Linked DNA regions of Ovis aries: region 1 is linked to region 2. Evidence: chromatin contacts called from public Hi-C data. All regions are on one chromosome and are shown on one strand. Each heading gives the region's core, a stretch centred on a gene start, on an enhancer-like site or on the middle of the called end of the contact. The rest is flanking DNA. Distances are from core to core; before and after follow the strand shown.

Region 1 (4,298 bases), core at 1,257-3,756, 280 kb before region 2:
TGGAAAATCAAACCAAACTTTGCATATAAAATCAATGAAAAATACAAAAGGCAAAATTTGAAAAAAACAATAGGAAAAAATCAAGAAAAAGTCAAGAGAAAGAAGCAGTAAGAGGAAGATTAGTTAGAAATTTGGAACTTGTTTTCTTAGGGTTAAAAATCTCTTTTAACCCTGTAATGCATAAGTCATGCCTTTGGGGGCTTGAGAACGTTAGAAAAATGGAATACATGAGTATTTGCCCAAATAAAGGTTTTTTTGTTTCTTACACTGAAAAGTCCTTTTAAAAAAAAGAAAACTCAGCTAGTCTTAAATTCTACATTTCCTTTCATTTTAATAGTGATATCATTTCCCAACAACTTTTTAAAAAGTTGTTTCATATCTAAGGATATATTTCTACTATGTATTTAGTAAACACTAAAATATTATGTATTTTTTAACAACTGATGTAATGAGCTTTAAGAAATATGCTCTGATGCTTCTAAGGACAAGTAAGGCCTTCTTTATTTTCATATCCTTGGAAAACAAAAACAAAATTTTCCTACATCTAAGTCAACATTACCTATAAATTTACTAAACAATACTTGTGACATGCTTTACAACTCTAGGCAAGAGAGGCTTCATCCAAAACTCACCTTTCAACTTCAATATGCTGGACTCAAGAAATGACAGCAGTTTTAAAGTTATGCTGGTTTACTTCTGTTAGCTAATTTATAGAAAACTATGGCAAGCTAGCTTTCTGAATCCTGAGATCTGGCTTAGAGATTATTCAGAATGTGTGAAATTTTGCTGAGAACCAGAAAGAGAATTCACTGAAAACTATTATATATAATTTTAATAAAGGACATTACTTTGTTGTGTTTCTACTGTATGTGCCAGAGACTGCTACCTTGCATACGTGGTCAAGTTTAATCCCTATTTCAAGTTATCAGAACAAGCTTTTGTTTTTTAGCCATCAGAGTAAAAAATAAATTATTACCGATTACATTTAAACTTATAAAACTACATAACTGCTTTGGGTTGCTCTTCTTTCACTAAAGATATGAATATATAAATACTAACTAGTTGCAATTCAAACCATAATATTCTTTGAAAGCTGCTAAGTGTTTGTAATTTAGTAGTACAAAATTCTACTTTATTCTTTAATTATAAGTGTGATTACTGAAGAGAGCACAAAACAAACCTAATCTCAAATAAACCAGCAGTAAACCCATAACTAGCTGCAGTCCAGGAATAATCATTAACTCATATCCCTATGAAGTAATCTTTTCACTTTAGCAAGTGAATTTTCTTACCCTGAGGGAAAATGGTACAAGGTTAGATTTTTTTTCTTTAAAACCAAACCAAACCAAACCACACACTTCATGTATAGCATTATTTAATATCTAAAATACTGGTGTGAAGTAACATGCAACACAACCTATAAAACTCCCATTGTATAAACAAAATAAATACAGGTATTTATTTTGTTGCTTAGAACTACAATATTTACAGCACCATTTCTGTTGCTATTCCTGTCTATAGTAGCAAAACTCCAAAACCTCGCATACTTGATGATGCAGAAGTTCCATCACCTCCTTAGTTCCAACAATATTTTTAAATTTAGGAGGTACGAAAAGATTAACTACAAACTCTTGATTGAGGGCAGTGATGGAGCTCCTGTCTCAGTGAAGAAAGCTAAGTCTGTTACAGACTGTACCATTAAGCACATCTGGCAGGAGAGTAGCTGTATCTGAACCACTGTAGATCCACCAGCTAACTCCTTAATAATATATACGATTTGAGCAAAATCTACCACAAATCATATACCTAGATTTTTAAGGGCATATTTCCTTTTCTAAAATCTTGCATAAGAGTAAACAGCTCTATTTACCAATTGCCTTAAGAAATCTGAGAAGCCTAAATTCCTTAAAAATTGCCATCAATGATTCAGTAAAGACGGTATTTCATCTAGTAAAATGTCAACTCTTTTTAAATTTTTTCTTTATTAGCAGATATGAGCAGACATCTGATTAAAAAACAAAACAAAACGAGAGATCTGTCTGGGTTCAAATTCGTAACAGGCAACGGGCTGCTGACGTGCCACACATTCTCCTTACAAGCAAGCTTTCACAATGGCTTCCAAATAATCTGATGCCAGTTTGCAGATTTTAGTTGTAAAAAGAAAATCCTAGTAAAGGCTCTGGAAAGGAATATTCTGTGGAATATAAAATCAACCCAACTCTAAACAGAGTCTAATCTTTTTATAACTACATGGCCACAATGTAAAATTTTTACAGCGACAGATCTGGCATCTATTGAAAAAACACACGGCATGACTTTAGAGTAATACAATACTTGCTACGTTTTAAAATAAAAGCAGAATGTTCAAAACCAGTCAATCTTACCACTCATTTTGTTTTTACAGTAGCAGAGAACAAGAAAATCCAACAAGGAAACAGCGTAGTACACGTTAGCAGCTTTAATTGGAGAACCGCGGTTGCTGCCTTTTTTTTTTTTTTTAAGCAAAGCTACGAGGAAAAGATCCTTTGACCGAGTCACGTGATACTAACCACGTGACCTGCAGTGACCCGCGGAAAGGGAAGGGGAAAAAAAAGCAAGCGTTCCTGCTGGCAGTGTTTGGCGTACAGTAAATGATTAAAAGATTTCTACTGATTCTGCCCTGGATTTGAAAATTTTCAGACTCCTTTATGAACCAGCTCAAAAGCTCATCAAGATATTCATGGAAACATAGATATCTGATATAAAAAAACTCCCTTTGGGGTTAGGGTTTGTTCTCATTTTCCTCTGATAACTAATAGGCCTGTGTGCTAAATCGCTTCAGCCATGTCCGACTCTGCGACCCTATGGATTGCAGCCTGTTCTGCTCCTCTGTCCATGGGATTCTAAAGGCAAGAATACTGGAGTGGGTCGCCACGTCCTTCTCCCAGGGATCCTCCCGACCCAGGGATCGAACTAGCGTCTCATTAGTCTACCTGCATTGGCAGATGGGTTCTTTACCATTAGAGCCACCTGGGAAGCCCTACATACTATCTACTAATTCAAATTTTATTACCCCAGCCGGCTGCTTTTCATTTATAAATTTTAGGACACATATAACACTAATTTAGAAGCCTCACTCTGAAATGTCCTTGTGTAACTTGATGCACTCTCCATACTCATCCCTTAAAATTCTTTTGTGTATTGTGGGCAACCCTTAAGGAAAGCCCACAGTACACAAAAGAATTATCTACAGAATACAGGCTTCATCAACTTGTTCTTTAAGCATGGGATTTCTATTTCAGACAGGCATTTAACATCTCAAGTTAATAAACACTACCTTTTTTTTTGTATTATTACTGGTTTTACTTTCTTTTCATCTGATTTTTTCTTGTTTCTAAAGGTTTAACCTGGACACTAATACAGATACTGGGTAGATGGTATTCTCACTCATGCTCATGAAATCTGAAAAGACAGGTCATGATTGGGGCTTAAAGTACTTTACTCAAGCAGGTGTAGAGACCAGGAAGAAGACTAAATGTTCAGTTATAAGAGAGGGTAATAAGACTGTAAGAACTTTGGAGGGCTTTTCATTACTTTATGGTGCTGTGTAGTTAAGGACATTTATTTATAGCTAATACAAATATACAGGTAATGATAATGAATGTGATTTGTAATAAATTGAGCAGTGGAAAGAAAGTGCATTTTCGTATTAAAAGATGTAAGTTTTAACAACAGCATCAATATTTATTAGCAAGGCAATTTACTGCTCTTCTGTGACTCAGTTTCCTTCTATAAAATGGTTAAAACAATCAACTTCATAGCATTGTTGTGAGAATCAAACTAGATAAATTTAAAGTACCAAGTACACTGGCTGCCACCACTCAATAAATGATAGTTATTATTATAAGAATGGTCACTATGGGGCTTCCCACGTGGCTCAGTGATAAAAAATCTGCCTGCCAATGCAGGAGACAAATGAGACATGGGTTCAATCCCTGGGTCAGGAAGACACCCTGAAGTAGGAAATGGCAACCTGCTCCAGTATTCTTGCCTGGAAAATTCCATGGACAGAGGAGCCTGACGGGCTACAATCCACAGGGTCACAGTCAAACATGACTGCGCACGCACACACACACACACACACACACACACACACACATATCTGAGAAAGTAATGGACAGGGTACTATTCAATGTTTTACATGTGTTAACTCAATCCTCGAAATAACTGAAATAGGCATCGCTTATAGGTAAGGGAATTGAAGCAGAATGCAATAAAGTAACTTGCCAAGAGCACACAATGAGGCAAAGCCAGGATTA
Region 2 (4,546 bases), core at 110-2,609:
ACTTCATTTTTTGAGCAGTGAAGAATCAATGGAGTTTTTAAATTAGGAAGTGACAAGATCAGTTTTGATTCTGCCTGAACAAATTACTTTCAGGGAGCAATCTCTGCCCACATAATATTCTCATTGCTCTTTGCCCACTGCAGCTATGTCCCCCTTCATCAAGTCATTCATTCGTTATTTCCCCCACAACAAATGTTTACTGCTTGTTTATGAACAACGTACTGTGTAAGGGGCATGAAGAACAAACAGGAGTGAAAGACGCTCCTTGCTCTAAATGAGCTTTCCTAACCCAGAGTTCAAATTTAGCAACATAAAGGGTGACCACACAAGCCACGTGAGCAAAATTCTGCACTGGGGTCTCTGGCTCCTGTGACCCTTTCTCTCCATCAACACATCCACTCTGGTTCCACATACGAAATTCTCTTAAGTTCGCTTCAGAGTTTCACAACCTTCTCTTCCAAAAGAAACCATCATTGTTTCATCATTGCTATCACCATCCTCAACGTCATCATACCATCCTCACAAAACAGCAGAAAGTTAGCATTTATCTAACACTTTACAGTTTACAAATCTCTTCAGTATACATTACCTCATTTAACCCTGACAAGAACCCTATGAAGTATTGCTATCATCACCTTATAAATGAAAAACCAAACCCAAACTAAGCATGAGGTCATGAGAAATGGCAGCCCGTCTAAAATCACATACTCAGAAGGGCCTGAAATCCAGGTCAGGGGAACAGAGAGAAGTAAGAAATGACCCTCACTGCACTTGCAGATTTTCTAGCTTCTGGTTTTCCACTTTGTTTCTCCCTCAGGACAACAAATATTTTCTGAGCATCTATGATGTTTCAGCCACAGTCTTGGGGCTGCAGAGTGAACGGCAAAAGAAAACACACAGGGTCTCTGCGTTCTTGGAACCTAGCAGCGCTTATAGTCTGGCTTTGGGGGAGGGGGATGGGGAAGCGGGGGGAGCTTTCCCTTTTGCTGCCACTCCTGACCAACTGGTGAGGGAGGGCTTTCTCCCAATTGGTCCAAGGACAGAACGGGCAGCTGGTCACTATTTCTCCACCTCTGCAGCGGCCCCCTCCTTAGCCAGTGTGTTTGTTTTCCTCCGGATTAAGCACAAACGTGCTGGATCCTGCCGTTTCTGCCCTCTCTCGCTGGCAGCGGACTCTAAGGTGTTCTAACAGTCAGAGCTCCTCAGAAAGTCTATGCTACTGGTCTCTTTCCTCACCACACCTTCCTTTCTGTGGCCTGAGCTGCTGGGGTCTTGGTCGCCTCTCAGGGCTGGCTATTGCGCAGCCAAGGGGCGGGGCTCGGTCCTCAAGGGGTGGGGCTCGGTCACCAAGGGGCGGGGCTCGGTCACCAAGGGGTGGAGTTCACAGCGAAAGCGCCTTCGTCACCAGGCTTATTATTCTGCACTGGGAGCCCAGCCTGAAAGCATTTTGCAATTTTTTCCCGAGCTTTCTGGTCAGCAAGCCTAGTTCTCTGAGCTAATGGCCATTTCTGACCCTGCCTTCTCTTGCTCGTTAGTGCCTGTTCTGCTGCTCTTCCTCCAGGGCTGGTACCCTAGCTGGAGGCACCCAGTAAACAATTCCTTATCACTAACATTCCCCCAGCCCCCCTGGAGATGTCTGCAGGTGACAGCGTAGCCTTCTGATTCCAGCCTGCGGGAGGCTTACTCTGCTATGCAGAGTAGTCTGCTATGCAGATTCTATCTAAAATGGGAAAAAAGAATTTCTAACCACGGACTAGACGTTTGATCTGAAGGATGAAGTTAACGTGGCCAACCAGGCCTGATTTACCAGACTGTCATAGGTCTGGCCTGGGGACCTTAAGTGACAATAGCAGAGAGGATCTGTGGCTAACAGGGAATCTGCGGATAGTCTCCCTTGTTGTCATTCAGTCGCAAAGGGTCGTATCCAACCCTTTGCGACCCCATGGACTGCAGGACGCCAGGCTTCCCTGTCCTTCACTGTCACCGAGTCTGCTCAGACTCATGTCCATTGATGCCATCCAACCATCTCATCCTCTGTCGCCGTCTTCTCCTCTTGCCTTCAACCTTTCCCAGCATCAAGGTCTTTTCCAATGAGACGCCTCTTCGCATCGGTGGTTCTCAAAGTCATCACAGCTCACATTTTCTCACTTTCTGTTTGATCCATTTACTGACCCGGGTGACAATGGAAGCTGGGAACTGAGAACTCAACTGTTTGGCACTGGACAGTTCCTTACAGGGGAGGTGACACGGGTGTTCGTGGGGTTCAGACCATGCCTTGGTCTAGCTCTGTACCAAAGAGTCCCTCTCTCCACCCATGCATGGCCTCTGCCAGTGGGGCTAACCTGTGGGGAGCATCCGAAAATTCTCCATCCCTAAATCCTAAAAGCATGATCTTCCCCTGGGGCAGGTGTGGGGAGTGGGAAGTGAGCTGCTCTCAACAGAAATAAAGGGATTTCAGATATTGGAAGTGAGATGGAAGCAGGCAGAGAGGAGCCTAACTTCTTGTCTGGAAAATGAACATGGCCAAGAGGTGAAATTCAGCAAGAGGGGTGGAAGAAAGGGATGGTCGTATGTGTTTCTTTTTTAAAAAAATGAAAATAACAAGATTTCCAATTATCATTACAAACTCACTGTGGAAAATTTGGAAAATAAAAAAAAAGAACTGCAAAGAAAATACTCATAATGTGGCTACCCACTCCAGTGCTCTTGCTTGGAGAGTTCCGTGGACAGAGGAGCCTGGCAGTCTATAGTCTATGGGGTCATGAGGAGTCAGACACAACTGAGCCACTTTCACTTTTTACTTTCATAAGGAAAATGGGGCTTCCTAGGCGGTGTGAGTGGTAAAGAACCCGCCTGCCAAAGCAGGAGATTTAAGAGATGCAGGTTCAATCCCTAGGTTGGGAAGATTCCCTGCAGAGGAGCATGGCGGCCCACTCCAGGCAATATTCTTGCCTGGAGAATCTGATGGACAGAGGAGCCTGATGGGTTATAGTCCATTGAGTCGAAAAGAATCAGACATGACTGAAGTTACTTAGCACAGTCCTATGTAATATTTTGAAATGTTGCTTTTGACTTTTTTCTCAGTCCCTAAATACTGTCCCTGATGGGCCAGTGATTAGGACTCCACCCTTCCACTGCCGGGGGCCTAGGTTTGATATCTGGTTGCCCCTGGGAAAGGAAATGGCAGCCCACTCCAGTACTCTTACCTGGAGAATCCCATGGACAGAGGAGCCTGGTAGGCTACAGTCCATGGGGGTCTCAAAGAGTTGGACACAACTGAGCAACTTCTCTTCACTTTGGGGAACTAAGATCCCATAAGCTGATTGCTGTGGTCAAAAAAAAAAAAAAAAAAAAGAAAGAAAGAACAGAAAGAATTCATCATAAATACACAAATTAAATTCCTCTCCTGCTTTTGAATATGCAAAATATTTTCAACTTTATGATGATAAGTAACTTGGTGATGAACATCTTTGTTCCCAAATATTTCTCTCAATTATTTCATCACGGTGCCTTTCCTCATGACAGAGAATGAAAACATCCCAAGGGGAAATGAGAGTGGGTCTTTCAGGAAGTTGGATGGTAGGGAGACCCCCTGGGAGGGGGGCAGAAATGTCAGAGTTCACAGAGATCTAGAGCTTGCGTGCACGTCCGTCTCTTGGGTGCTTATACTACTGCAGTTTCAGACTACATTCTTTTCGCTTTAGCTTGATTTTATTTGGCAATTGGCCAAAGTCTTCATTGTCCGGAGTACTATTGTGTGCATTGATAAGCTCCCCAGGCTGCCCAACCCTTTTCTATCAGGGAGAGGCGGGAAGATAAAATTGACATTTCCCACTCCTGGTACTTAGGCTCCAGGATGTGGTTTGGAAGGTGCCAATCACAGGTAGAGGACTTCCCTGGTGGCTCAGTTGGTAAAGAGTCTGCCTGTAATGTGGGAGACCAGGGTTCAATCCCTGGGTTGGGAAGATCCCCTGGAGAAGGAAATGGCAACCTACTCTAGTACTCTTGCCTGGAAGATCCCATGGACGGAGGAGCCTGGTAGGCTACAGTCCATGGGGTTGCAAAGAGTCAGACATGACTGAGCAACTTCACTTAATCATAGGTAGAACAGAGTTTGGAACCTAATCAGGAGGCAGAGGGGGGAAAAAAGGAGGAAGCAGGCATTCATTTTGCATTACAAATAAGACTCAAGTTCCTTCTGCCTCTCCTCCCTGCTCCCCCCCCACACACACACCCCAACCCCCCACCCCCCCACCCCCTCACCCCCCCACCGCCCCCCTCAGCCCCGCCATCCTGTTTTCCTCCCTACCCCAACCCAGAGGGAACCAATGCTATCAGATTGCTGTGCCCCTGGGTTGGGGAAGATCCCCTGGAGGAGGAAATGGCCACCTACTCCAGTATTCTTGCCTGGAGAATCCCACGGACAGAGGAGGCTGGGGGGCTACAGTCCATGGGGTCACAAAGAGTCGGACACGACTGAGTGACTGAGCACACACATACATACATTCTATTTCTGTTTTGATTCCCCCGTTTTTTTATTATGATA

What was found. Hi-C and Micro-C count contacts between places; a contact is called where the count stands out from the background.
Region 1: a Hi-C map of liver shows a contact between it and region 2, with 5 times the contacts expected there. The contact joins two enhancer-like sites. A contact is called at or near these places in 4 of 16 Hi-C or Micro-C datasets (blood, liver, skin fibroblasts and 1 more).

Annotation. Positions count from the first base shown.
Region 1 is chr10:19,121,124-19,125,421 of ARS-UI_Ramb_v3.0, reverse strand. All of the region lies in intron 3 of FNDC3A (fibronectin type III domain containing 3A), which reads right to left. Among named protein-coding and RNA genes, the nearest start is that of FNDC3A, 63 kb to the right of the region's middle. Within about 2 kb of position 2,506, at least 21 of the 54 cell types and tissues checked have an H3K27ac peak or open chromatin away from gene starts, as enhancers often do. A contact at or near this core is called in liver, where this site is marked.
Region 2 is chr10:18,842,469-18,847,014 of ARS-UI_Ramb_v3.0, reverse strand. No RefSeq gene overlaps it. Among named protein-coding and RNA genes, the nearest start is that of TRNAC-GCA, 21 kb to the right of the region's middle. Within about 2 kb of position 1,359, at least 27 of the 54 cell types and tissues checked have an H3K27ac peak or open chromatin away from gene starts, as enhancers often do. A contact at or near this core is called in liver, where this site is marked.